Linked DNA regions of Danio rerio: region 1 is linked to region 2. A link is a contact called in public Micro-C data. All regions are on one chromosome and are shown on one strand. Each heading gives the region's core, a stretch centred on a gene start, on an enhancer-like site or on the middle of the called end of the contact. The rest is flanking DNA. Distances are from core to core; before and after follow the strand shown.

What was found. Hi-C and Micro-C count contacts between places; a contact is called where the count stands out from the background.
Region 1: a Micro-C map of caudal fin shows a contact between it and region 2, with 5 times the contacts expected there. The contact joins the promoter of igfbp1a here to the promoter of dsg2.2 in region 2. A contact is called at or near these places in 7 of 18 Hi-C or Micro-C datasets (caudal fin, embryo, fibroblasts and 2 more) and 2 of 4 datasets of contacts at active chromatin or transcription factors (caudal fin and embryo).

What each region holds. Positions count from the first base shown.
Region 1 is chr20:6,968,123-6,975,348 of GRCz12tu, reverse strand. It overlaps igfbp1a (insulin-like growth factor binding protein 1a), which reads left to right and starts at 5,357. Exons shown (of 4, transcript NM_173283.4): 1 at 5,357-5,821; 2 at 6,431-6,588. The coding sequence starts at 5,446. All of the region lies in intron 1 of dsg2.2 (desmoglein 2, tandem duplicate 2), which reads right to left.
Region 2 is chr20:6,816,352-6,823,375 of GRCz12tu, reverse strand. It overlaps dsg2.2 (desmoglein 2, tandem duplicate 2), which reads right to left and starts at 1,758. Exons shown (of 14, transcript XM_073934055.1): 1 at 1,448-1,758. It overlaps tns3.2 (tensin 3, tandem duplicate 2), which reads right to left. Exons shown (of 27, transcript NM_001423502.1): 26 at 6,711-6,740; 27 at 5,376-6,592. The coding sequence ends at 6,448.

The sequences.
Region 1 (7,226 bases), core at 4,108-6,607, 150 kb before region 2:
GAAACTTTGTAATGAATCTCTCTAAAAATGAATAAATCAATAAATAACAATCTTTACTACACTTTTGGTATAATAAAGCTGCATAATTCATTTTTTTGTGATGAATTTATTGATTTGGCACACTGCCATGTTCCTCTTTAAGTATTCATGTTTATACTTGAAATATATATTTAATAGTACTTTTACTCTTTAACTGCCCACTCTACCAAATGGTTGACCATATTTCGACTCTTTATATAATGACTGTTAAAGTCATTAGCCCCTTTCACACAGTGATACCGGTAAATATCCGGAAAATTTCCGGAACGACTTTACCGGTATATTGAAAAAAGCGCTGTTCACACAGGCGAGGACGTTACGGAAATTTTCCGGAAAAGAGCATTCACACATCCATTCCAAAATACCGGTAAATTCTGACATCATTCACCACAAATGAGCTTTAAACGGCTGCGCTTGTGTTTGTAAACATTTGACTAAATTACAAACTCTTTTGATGATCAATATTGTGAACAACTTTCACTGGATCATATTCGCATGTCGAGATGTTCATAATTTGTGCGTGTGCTGACGCTCACAGGCTGTTTCACTGGCACACGCAAAGCTTGAAGGTAAACAAACAACGGCTTATCATAAGAATCTTATCGATGATTATTTGCACAGTTGGCATTAAGAAGAACATATAAACGTGATCTGACTAACTTCTAGCAGCTAAATGTGTCTGGAAAAATATTCAAAGGCTTTTATTCTCACAAACCGCGCGGACGTAAATGCGTCTGACTGTTGTGATTGGCTAAAGCAGAAGTCTTACGTCAGCACGTTCTAGACGTGCACGAGCTTATTCCGGAAATCTTCCTTCTGCGTTCACACAGCGCAGCATTCCGGCAAATTACCGGTAATGTTACAACTTCTCTTTCCGGAAAATAGCCAGAACGAATTTACCGGTATTTTCAAAAAGGACCTGTTCACACATACAACCTTTCCGGAAAATTGCCGGTAATTTTCCGGAAAGGTCTGTATGTGTGAAAGGGGCTATTGAAGGAATGACTGTTTTAAATAAGTTTCCCAGAGATGGGTTGCCGCTGGATTAATAAAGTGACTACCCCGGATTAATAAAGGGACTAAGCCGACAAGAAAATGAATGAATGAATGTTTTAAATAATGCTTTGCACATGCAGCACTGTTGGTTCACAAGAAAATCAAACAAACATAATCCTGTTGCAATACTACACTTGATTTTATTTATTTATTTTTTTTTGTAAAGAAACAAAATAAGAAAACATGTTAAATGAGAATCTGAAATATTTTATGGCATACTTCAAAAAATAAAGATGATTTAGTATTCAAAACTGGTTTATTAAGATTATTTTAAAATAAACTGTTCTCACATTTTTCATAGTATATGTATTAATTCTGGTACTTTTACCATAAACCAACATATTAACCTCTACTAGATGGTTGATATTTTAGAAATTATGGGATGTGTTGAGTGCCCAAAATAAAAATAAAAAAATAAATAAAAATGTTTTGTTGCTGGGGCAGTTAAAGGGTTAAGTACTACGTTGCTCATGTTTATACTTGAAATATATATTTAATAGTACTTTAACTCTTTATCTGCCTGCTCTACCAAATGCTTGACCATATTTCGACTCGTTTTATATAATGACTGTTAAAGTCCTTAAAGGAATGACTGTTTTAAATAATGCTTTACACACGCAGCACTGATGGTTTACAACAAAATCAAACAAACATAATCCTGTTGCACTACTACACTTGATTTAAATTTTTAATTTTTTTTGTAAAGAAACAAAATAAGAAAACATGTTAAATGAGAATCTGAAATATTGTATGGCATTCTTGAAAAAATAAAGATGATTTAGTATTCAAAACTGGTTTATTAAGATTATTTTAAAATAAACTGTTCTCACATTTTTTATAGTATATGTATTAATTCTGGTACTTTTACCATAAACCAACATATTAACCTCTACTAGATGGTTGATATTTTAGAATTTATGGGATGTGTTGAGTGCCAAAAAAAAAAAAAAAATGTTTTGTTGCTGGGGCCGTTAAAGGGTTAAGTACTACGTTGCTCATGTTTATACTTGAAATATATATTTAATAGTACTTTAACTCTTTATCTGCCTGCTCTACCAATTGGTTGACCATATTTTGACTCGTTTTATATAGTGACTGTTAAAGTCCTTAAAGGAATGAATGTTTTAAATAATGCTTTACACACGCAGCACTGTTGGTTTACAAGAAAATCAAACAAACATAATCCTGTTGCACTACTACACTTGATTTAATTTTTTTTTTGTAGAGAAACAAAACAAAAAACATGTTTAATGAAAATCTGAAATATTTTATGGCATTCTTCAAAAAAATAAAGATGATTTAGTTTTCAAAAATGGTTTATTAAGATTATTTTAAAATAAACTGTTTCACATTTTTTCATAGTGTATGTATTAATTCTGGTACTTTTACCATAAACCAACATATTAACCTCTACTAGATGGTTGATATTTTAGAAATTATGGGATGTGCTGAGTGCCAAAATAAAAAAAAAAAAAAAATGTTTTGTTGCTGCATGGGGCAGTTAAAGGGTTAAGCATATTATGTTCCTCATGTTAATACTTGAAATATATATTTAATAATACTTTAAGTACACTACCATGTTCCTCTTTAAATATTCATGTTTATACTTGAAATATATATTTAATAATACTTTAACTCTTTATCTGCCTGCTCTACCAAATGGTTGACCATATTTTGACTCGTTTTATATAATGACTGTTAAAGTCCTTAAAGGAATGACTGTTTTAAATAATGCATTACACATGCAACACTGTTGGTTTACAAGAAAATCAAACAAACATAATCCTGTTGCACTACTACACTTGATTTAAATTTTTTTTTTGTAAAAAAACAAGAAAACATGTTAAATGAAAATCTGAATGCATACTTCAAAAACAAAGATGATTTAGTATTCAAAAATGTTTTTTATAGATTATTTTAAAATAAACTGTTCTCACATTTTTCATATGTATTAATTCTGGTATTTTTTACCATAAACCGACATATTAACCTCTACTAAATGGTTGATATTTTAGAAATTATGGGATGTGTTGAGTGCCAAAATAAAAAAATAAAATAAATAATGTTTTGTTGCTGGGGCAGTTAAAGGGTTACGCACATTACTATGTTCCTCGCGTTAATACTATAATATATAATAATAATATAAAATATTATAGAAATATATATTTAATAGTACTTTACCATGTTGCTCTTTAAGTATTCGTGTTTATACTTGAAACATATATTTTAAATAATACTTTAAGTAGATGTGAAGCATTTTCCTATACGTTTGGACATTTTTCAAGCTCTGAATATATCAAAATGCGTTGCATGATGAGCAATATTGGTCACTCTAATAGATAAATATGCTCTAACGTTCCTCTGCAGCTTAAGGACAACAGGTCCTTCTGTCTGTCGGTGATAAAACGCTTCCAAATCAGTGTCTGACCGTTGAGTTCAGTTTTATCACTGCAGACATTACAGTAACCGTCTGCATGAAAAACGCCTGCATGCTTAAAAGAAAAAAAGAGGGTTAAGGCTATATAAAAAAGAAAGAGTTATGGGTAATATGAGCATGGGTATTACTAAAACATTCATCAGTGTCATTAGTGTTGAAAGACATACACATTTTAATTTATTGTATGAACTGTAACTGTCACATTTGTCTGCACTGTCTGACAAGGTTAACGGTAAAGGATAAATCCTCAGATGCAAGGTGTTCATGGTATTCTTGCCTAGAGGTTTTGACAAAGGGGAACAGAGAGGCTACAGTTACCGGTATGACGCGCGTGCCGCTTTATCTCCGTCAGCAGATACTCGCGTTCCCACACGCGCGCGAACGGACAACCTGATCACGTGACGCGCAGAGAAACTCTCCACGCGCTGAAGAAAAAAAAAATGATGCAACACTGTCAGACAATTGCGTGGATCATGTGGTCTCCCCTCGGAGACATTCGAAAGCCCAGCGGTTGACACATTATTAAAGCGCCCTTCCCCAGCGGAGTGTCACATCCTGTGGCCCATTCATAAACTCCTCCGCGCGGCCACGACAAAAGGCCTCGCGACGCGCGTGGAGAGGAGACGTGTCAGTGGACATGTCGTTTTTCCCGCGCGTCTATTATTATCCCAAGAGAGGGGCTGTGACAATAGTGGTAGCTCGAGCTTTCCAAAACGGGGTGCCGTCCTGACCTGAGTGAGGTCACGTACCACAGGGCGAGTGCACGCGGTGCCACAGAGCGCGCGCGTTGTGTCTCTCACCTCATTACAGACGAAAAAAAATACAAAAAAAAACGCGTCAAATGAATGCCAGACCAAGGACCAGGACGCGACAATTTGGCTTCGCAAAATGCTTGTATAACAGTTTTCGAGGGGGAACTTAATGAATGAGGAGCTTTGTGTGCCGCGTTCTGAAGTAAATCACAAATTGCATTAGCTGGCTTCAGTAGACTCACAACATGAACCTGAATGGGATGTTCTTGAACCTATGAAAAACCTCATGGAAAATGAGATTGGGAGGGAGCCACAAACAGGCCCACTTTTAGTCTTTTTGTTATTGTTGTGGCAAATAAGTGATCCAGAATAAAGTTGCGGAATATAGTTCAGCAGAGTTCGAATTCATTAGTAGCCTAATGCTTGTGCTAAGCCCATGAACTCTTATTCTTAATTCTCTGCTGATTCTTTAGCATTATAATGAATACCAATGCAGTAATAATATTTAATTTTACTAGAAATGTTGTAAATTAAATATTTGTTATAGTTAAATAAGGTTTCGTGTTGCAAATTATATTATTTAATACTTGTTAATATTCCCACAACAATAAGATATGTATTTAACAACATCAAATATTTAGCTTACATGCACAGTGGAAGTATATTTCATAGAAAATAAAACACTTAGCTCAGACTGTTATTGCACATAAAAAGCATGCTTAAGTTTGATTTACGTTCATTTTCAAGCGAATAATTGCATATTCATCCAAATGCCTACCCAACATGCTGGGATGAACCTATACAAAAGACACCTTATTATTGTCGTTTCAGATTAGGTACTTGTCGGGTAGTAAACACACGCTTTTCACGCTTGTACACATTATGTTCCGATACAAACAGTGACGCATATTACGCACTGTGTTCAAAGAACAAGAAGACTGGATCCCCGGCAGCCAATCGGAGCAGAGGGGGATCATTTAAGAAATCATTGATACTGCCAATGCGTCAAACACGAGCGTGTCAGCGGGACCCAGTGTGCGTATAAATACCGCGAGGCGACCCGGAGAGAGCTAGTCGTTTTGGAGAGCGCAAAGACAGTGAGGAACTCCACGTTTCACTTCATTTATTTATTTATCTATTTATTCTGAGCCGTGCTTTGGGATGAACAGACTGCTTCTGAACTTCTTCTGGGTGGCAGCATTCAGCGCACTCCTCGCCGCGCCGGGGCTCCGGGCTTCTCCAGTGGTCGGGCAGGAACCGATCCGCTGCGCTCCGTGCTCCCCGGAGCGGCTTGCCGAGTGTCCGGCGGTGGATGCCGGCTGTGAGGAGGTGCTTCGAGAGCCGGGCTGCGGCTGCTGCCTCGCCTGTGCGTTGAAGAGAGGTGACCCGTGCGGGATCTACACTGCGCCCTGCGGCTCCGGGCTGCGCTGCTTGCCGAAACCGGGAGAAGCCCGACCCCTGCACGCGCTCACCCGGGGACAAGCGGTGTGCACCGAGAGCCCCGAGCCTAACCACAGCCAAAGCGAGACAGCACCAGGTACAGGTTTATCAGTATATTAGACTGTAACTGTGTGTTCAATAACTGCAGCCTGACGAGTCCTCTCGCTGATTCAACCACTGATGAGATTTCATCAGCATTACAAACCAGTTGAACCAGTATCAGATATTGAGGAACTTCAGCTTTTACAAAAAAAAAAAAAAACATTTACAATTATGCAAAATGATAAGAAATTTGAGCTGTGTCTTGTAATTTATTTTATTTATTTTTTTTTTTAAATAAATTTGTAATACACATCACACAAATGTGTTTACAATTTGTGGTGTGTATTATAAATTTATAACATAAAGTTAAAAATAAATAAATGTAAAAAATGGGAATTTAACTAAACTATAAATGACAAAATGTATATTGAATTTACTGCTCAAATTAAACTCGCTTTTTATTTTGCTTCATTTATTTATTTACATTTTGGACATGTAAAATATACCTAAAAATTTCACAATTACTAAATAAGTTTTTTTATTCAAATCTGAATAAGCAATTCAAAAGTTAAGATAGCGATTGCTTTTATTTACGCCTTTCAGTAGGCTGATTAGGAGTGACTAATCCCGCCAACATTTCTCACCTCTCCTTTTCTTCTTTCAGATCATCCGGAGTCTCATAACGGGCCGACGGCAGTCAATGAAGGCAGCTCCACCGTGTTCGTGACCGGGCACGGAAAGCCCTTCGACCCGCGGATCATCACTAATAAAGAGAGCATGAAGGCCAAAGTCAACGCGATACGCAAGAAACTGGTGGAACAGGTGAGCTCCTCCAGGCACCTCGGCTTATCTATAGACATCCTAAAGAAATGTGTAAAGGTTTAGTTTAAATGAGACCCCATGTTCCACATATGGCCACAAGAGGACGGTATAAGGTTACTGAAATTTCTTAAGCTGTACATGAGGCAAAGAAAGAAACAGTAAAATTAAGATGCATGATTTTAAGAGATGCAAATTTAAGAGACATTAATAGTTATTTTACTTATTGTAGTAGTAGTAGTAGTAGTATTTATTATTATTATTATTATTATTATTATTATTATTATTATTATTGGTAGTAGTAGTAGTAGTAATAGTAATAGTAGTTGTAATAAATAGTGTAAACTGTTACATTTAAAATAAAAATCAATATTAATGTTATTTAATTTTTATTACTGATAATAAGTGTTTTTGTTGTTTATTAAAATTTTAAACAATTACAAACTGCAAACTGTTCAATTACAAATTGAACAATTATGTTAAGTAAACGGTAATTATAATTATTATAAACATTTTGGTTTTCAACTTCAAAACCATAGTAGACAGACAGACAGACAGACAGACAGATATACAGATAGATAGATAGATAGACAGACAGACAGACAGACAAACAGACACAGATAGATAGATAGATAGATAGA
Region 2 (7,024 bases), core at 509-3,008:
AAATCACGGTATAAGGGAACAGGATGAAGTAAATTGGCCGTAGTGTATGGGTGTTTCCCAGTACTGGTTTGTGTAAAACAAATGCCAGAATAGTTGCCGGTTCATTCCGCGCTGGCGAATCCTGATAAACAAGGGACTAAGCCAAAGGAAAATGAATGAATAAATGGGTTCTCTTTCATAGAATCATAGAGCTCTCTTTCATAGGCGCTCAACACTCATTCTATGGGCTGAATTAGGTGAGGGTTTACACTGGTAAATTTAAATTTAGTGTGTAAGTGTAATGGAGTCAAGCTAGAAAGAGCCATGCAACTAATCCTCACTCCCTGGGCCTCAAAAGGTGTCTTAGCAAATGACACATTGGGCTATGACCTTTAGTCTTTCTTAGCATGCTGGCTAAACATGTTATATATGCAGTTTGGATCATGCTTGGATAACTGAAGAGGTTACATTGGTGCCGTGACCCCGATGGGAGTAAAGTTTAAGGGTTGAATGTAATAGAGATTAGATGTTTGTAGTTAGGTGGGTGAACCTGACTCCCCTGGTCTCAAGAGGCAAATGAAGCTAGATGCTGTGGTATTTAGTGTTCTTGTTAGGGTGCTTTCACACCTACACTTTTGTTTCGGAACCGGTCTCATTTGCCTGGTTAGAGCTGTTCGTTTGGCATATGTGAATTCAGCAATTGCTTTCGGATCTGCGCCAAAACAATGGTTTAGAGATCGCCGGAATGTGGTGGTCTCGGCTTGATTGAAACGAACTCTGGAGCGGATCGATTGTAGTGCGAAAGCTATATGATCCGAGCCCATCTATATAAGTGTTTTACGGATGTGTAATAGTTATACAGCTATATGAAGAGAGGATTATGAGCAGAACTGGAGGTCATTCCAGACATCCCAAGTCTACAGGAAGTTCCGGTAGTCTCCCTCCCGGTCCTCGATAACATTGTGCACCCTTCTCACCCCTCTCCACTGCATCCTTGCTCTTCAGACACGTTGCGCGCACCCTGTCAAACACCACCAAACCCTCCGGTCTTCACATCAGTCACCTCCCTGGCCTTCACATCGCTTATAGTGGCTGTTTCTCAATTCCAAGAACGCAGAGAACGGACTTGCGTTCTTGTGGAGACCGGTCTTGTGGAGACCGATCGGAAAAACGAACTCAGGAGACCGCGAGGGCAGAGAATGCGTCCTTTGAGAAATGGGATGTCGTGTTCTTCCTAATGGTCATGTGACCTTCACGCATTTTAAATGGAAATTATTTAAACATTACAGCACGATTACAACGATTTATTGTTTTCCCCCTCTTCAAAACATATACTTTGCATAAAAACATTATAAATATACTCTGCACAATATAAATAAAACAAATTTTAATACGAATTTCGGTAAACAAACAACCCTTAATGTGTTTATTCCTTTATTAAGATATTCCTGTTAATGTTTACTTTCACTGTTTCATTTAGGGAAACTCCTGAGGTAAATAAGTGATATCTCTGAACTTTAATAATAAATCTAAATTAAATGCTGCGCTTTCCACCTCCAGTCGCAATGACTTCTGGGACTTCCAGAGCGAGTTCAGTGCTCAAGTCTGCATCCTCGATATCAAGATCACACCCGGGAAGTTTACGCGTCCTCCGTACTTGCAGTCTTGAGCAGTCTTGAGTATTGGAACTGAACTTAGGCAGCTGACGATGACGTTGCACGAGAACACGAGGATGCAGGACCGCTGAAGAATGCATACTGAGAAACAGCCATTGTCTTATTGCTCATTGTCATAAGAACCCATGACAGCTGAGCGGGACTCTGCAAAATAAATCGTGAAACTCTGACCAATGTGAGGAGAGTTTACTCACACATGACTTGTTTTAGCTCTTTCGGTCCGTTTGGAAACTGCAGCGTAAAAGCGGACCGCACCAAAAACAAAGAGCAACAATGTAACAATTTGAATCCCGCATTCAGAACAAATCAATCGATTCACAGTTGTGAAAGCACCCTTAGTGTCTTCCTCCCATGCCAAAGATCCGCTAAGAGCAGGGCATATCGAACCACAAGAGATATAGTAGTGCCATGATCTGGATGGTAGTGAGTTTTAGAAGGGTGAGTGTAACCAAGGTCAACTAATAAAAGCAGCGCAAGCAAACCTCACTCCCCTGGCCTCAAGAGATTAGCAATTGACGCATGGAGCTATGGCATTTAGTGTCCTTCTCAGCATGCTGGTCTAGCATGCCAGAGACAAGGTGTAAATCCCTCTCTTAGTAGTGCTTGTAACAATGTAACTGGAGTGCTCATGTTGTTGCCGTGACCCGGATGAGACTGAAGTTTAGAGGACCGAGTGTACCAGAAATCAGCTAGTAGGAGCTGTGCGTGTACACTTCACTTTCCTGACCTCATTAGATGCAATTGTGACTGACACATGGGGCAGTTGTCTTGCTAGTGCACCCACATCCTGAGACATTATTTGAATACCATTTTGGTGGTTCGTTTAGAAATAAAAGTGTTATATTGGCACCGTGGCCCGGATGAGAGAGAAGTTTAGGGGGAAAACTAATAAGTATGAGATGTAAAATTCAATCTACTGGCCTCAACACTAGTTACTCATACTTGGGGTTTACAGAAACTCAGTGCAAGTAGAACAAGAGGTGTTAAACTGGTGCCGTGACCCGGATGCGAGTGAGGTTTAGGGGGAAGACTAACTAGTACGAGATGTAATATACTTCATTCTACTGGCCTCAGCACTAGTTATTTATACTAGAGCAGGGGTCACCAATTTTGTTCCAGGCGGGCCGTTGTCCTGCAGTTTTTAGCTCCAACCCTAATCAACCACACCTGAACAAGCTAATCAAGGTCTTACTATGTATACTTGAAACACCCAGGCAGGTTTGTTGAGGCAAGTTTTAGATAAACCCTGCAGGAACACTGGCCCTCCAGGATCGAGATTGGTGATTCTTTTACTAGAGGTTTACAGAAGTGCAAGTAGAGCAAGAGGTGTTAACTGGTGCCGTGACCCGGATGTGACTGAGGTTTAGGGAGAGGACTAACTAGTACGAGATGTGCAAGTAAACTTCATTCTACTGGCCTTAGCACTAGTTACTCATCCTAGGGGTTTACAGAAGTGCAAGTAGAGCAAGGGATGTTAAACTGGTGCCGTGACCCGGATGCGAGGGAGATTTAGCGAGAAGACTAACTAGTACAAGACGTGCAAGTAAACTTCATTCTACTTGCCTCAGCACCAGTTACTCATCCTAGGGGTTTACAGAACTCAGTGGAAGTAGAACAAGGGATGTTAAACTGGTGCCCTGACCCAGATGCGACTGAGGTTTAGGGAGAAGACTAACTAGTACGAGATGTGCAAGTAAACTTCATTCTACTGGCCTTAGCACTAGTTACTCATCCTAGGGGTTTACAGAAGTGCAAGTAGAACAAGTGATGTTCAACTGGTGCCGTGACCCGGATGTGACTGAGGTTTAGGGAGAAGACTAACTAGTATGACATGTGCAAGTAAACTTCATTCTACTGGCCTTAGCACTAGCTACTCATCCTAGGCATTTACAGAAACTCAGTGCAAGTAGAGCAAGGGATGTTAAACTGGTGCCGTGACCCGGATGCGAGTGAGATTTAGCCAGAAGACTAACTAGTACAAGACGTGCAAGTAAACTTCATTCTACTTGCCTCAGCACCAGTTACTCATCCTGGGGGTTTACAAAAGTGCAAGGAGAACAAGATATGCTAAACTGGTGCCGTGACCCAGGTGCGAGTGAGGTTTGGAGAGAAGACTAACTAGTACAAGATGTGCACGTAAACTTCGTTCTACTGGCCTCAACACTAGTTACTCATCACAAGATGCGAGTAAGGGTTAGTGTGGTTAGTGTAACAAGTGGAGCTGCAAGTAAACGCTTCTCTGACCTCAGAAGACTGAATATAGAGGCTGTAGCAGTCTGTTAGTGAGCACTCCTCCTACGCAGAAGATACCAGTTTGAATCCTGCTTGAAGTAGGGCAAGTTACACATACAGTTCTGGAAATACACAAACAGTATGGTGACAAGCTTTCTTTATCCACTATGGACCATGCCATACAAGAACTTCCACCAGCAGACATGACAACATACATTCATCGGCCACTTTATTAGGTACACCTTACTAGTTACCAGGTTGGACCGCCTTTTGCCTTCAGGACTGCCTTAATCCTTCGTGGCATAGATTCAACAAGGTACTGGAAATATTCCTCAGAGAGTTTGGTCCATATTGACATGATAAGATCACGCAGTTGCTGCAGATTGGTGGCTGCACATCTATGATGCGAACCTCCCATTCCACCACATGCCAAAGGTGCTCTATTGGATTAAAATCTGGTGACTGTGGAGGCCATTTGAGTACAGTGAACTCATTGTCATGTTCAATGATTCACACTTTATGGCACGATAACCTGCTGGAAGTAGCCATCAGAAGATGGGTACACCGTGGTCATAAAAGGGATTGACATGGTCAGCTACAATACATGTGATGCTCAATGCTCAAAACAAGTGTGCCAAAAAAAATATCAATCACATCATTACACCACCAGTAGCAGCCTAAACTGTTAATACAAGGCTAATACATGTTAATACATGCTTTCATGTTGTTGATGCCAAATTCTGACCCTACCATCTGAACACTTCTTTACACAACTTCTTTATTCCAGCTAATGAAAAATAAAACTTGTTCACAGCCAATCAGAATCTAGCTAATTTTACGAGCTTCAACATTTAAAGCAGAGAATGACAAAACTGCAGCACATTGTTATAAATAATAACCAGATCACTAATACTCTTTAAACTTTACAAACGTTTTTTGAAACTCTTCACACTTTAAAAAAACTATGTGCTAAAATTAGCTTTGAATAGGTGTACAGCATCAAGTATCGATTGAAGGCAAAGTTAACGCTATATTAACATTCATACACATTCCTTCAGCTTAGTCTCTATTTCAGAGTTCGCCACAGTGGAATGAACCTCCAACTATTTCAGCATAAGTTTTACCCTTCCAGCCGCAACCCATTATTGGGAAACACCCATTCACACTCATTCACACATACACTATGGACAATTTAGTTTATTCAATTCAACAATAGTGCATGTCTTTGAACTGCCAACTAGCCCAGCCTAAACTTGAACCTGCGACCTTCTTGCTGTGAGGCGACAGTGCTAACCACTGAGCCACCATGCCGCCCTCACATACACCTATATAAAACAACACTTAATACCACAGCCGTCTTAAAACTGTCACACTGAAGCCATAATAAGTAAAGAAAACAAGTGAAGGTGCCAGTGAACCAGCTAGCATGTTGACAGAAGCTTGTGACAGACATGCTTTCAGTGAGTAAATGACAAATACGGCCTCAAATTAGTACCACACAATTACTTTATTGTATTGTGCACATGTATACAATCCATAAAACATTAATTTACAAATAAACCAAAGAATTAGGCAGTACGAGACAAGCATACGGAATGAAAACAGTTCTTGCTTCCTAAAGTAAGAGAGGTAAAGGCACTTGTGCACTTATGTGATGAATTCCAAGTGAAACTTTTAACCCACAATCCTCTTTGATCAAGCTTTGAAACGTTTGCTCGAAAAAAAAAAAACAAAAAAAAACATGAGTAATGACATGTTTTTCCTTCTCAAATTAGGTAATTTATCACGTAAGACGTTTTAACACTCGTCCTGCATAGACGAGAAAGGGATAAGTATACACAGAATATGAGTTATATGATAAATATTTCCAAATATATAAACAAAGTCAAAGCAAATATGCTTTTTAAGGAAAACACTTATCACGGACTGGAAATGTTAGCTCAGCGCTTACAAACAAACACACAGATAAACGACGTACTGAATGTTTTGAGCTATAAAAACGTTAAGTATTATTTAATATTGAATACACATCTTGATATTTATAATCAAAAACATCGTAAATTGATATGTGAAATGCTCTTTGGTTTTGTAGATGTATGTGCCCAGACAAAACGCAGAAATTAATGTAGCTAAACCTCAGTTTAGTCTTTCCAAGGAAACCAAGGAACCTTGAAATACTGCAAAGGAAGTCTTTGTGGCGGGTAAAATAACATAACAGTGAGCTGTATTCCTCCATAGTCCCTTCACTTTGCTTTGAGCGGGCTGTTTATGTCAGTGCCAGATTGAGCCACAAAGAAATGTGGCGCCCCCGACTGGATGAGTCCTGTTAACGCAACAGTAACCCACATTTCAAATTTCAAACTGAACGCCTTTTCAGACAGGAAAAAGTGAAATGATGTTCTGGGTCTTGTTAAAAAGTTTAAATGTGTTCATGATCTCAATCCCTGTGTATCTTGCCCAAAAAACTCCAAGGAGAATCAATGAAGCTTCATCCATAACAATGTCAAAGTAGTAGCATGTAGAATACTTTAAATACGTTTTGCTCTTCGACATCATTGGTTTACTTGTTCTTCTGAGAGCCAATCATAACTTTGGAGACAAAGTTGACGATGGCGCTGGCGGGCTGTTCGGGGTCGTGTTCGGCAAACAGGTGACACACATTCTCTGTGCTGCTTCCACTTTTCCTCGCGATGAAACCAAAGATCCTGTTACACACACACACACACACACACACACACACACACACACACGTAAAATCATAAATAAATGTACATATGTGCAAAGGGTGCATGTTTATTCAGAAGGTGATGGAGGAAGGCTTACTTTGCAGCAGTGCAGCCGTCTCGCTTCCATCTGGGGATAAAAATGGTCAGGAAGTCAGAACATCCCATAAACCCACACAAAATAATTAAAAGGAAAGTTCAGCCAAAAAACGAAAATTCTGACATTGTTTATTCATCCTCTACTTTTTTTTTCTTCTGACATACAAGATGTTTTGAGGAATGTTGGGAAAAACAGCCATGGACTCCCTTAGTATTTTTTGTTCCTACTATGGATGTCCATGTTTTTTCCACAACATTCTTCAAAATATCTTGTTTTGAGTCACTTAGTCAAGTGTGAGTAAATAATGAGGAAAT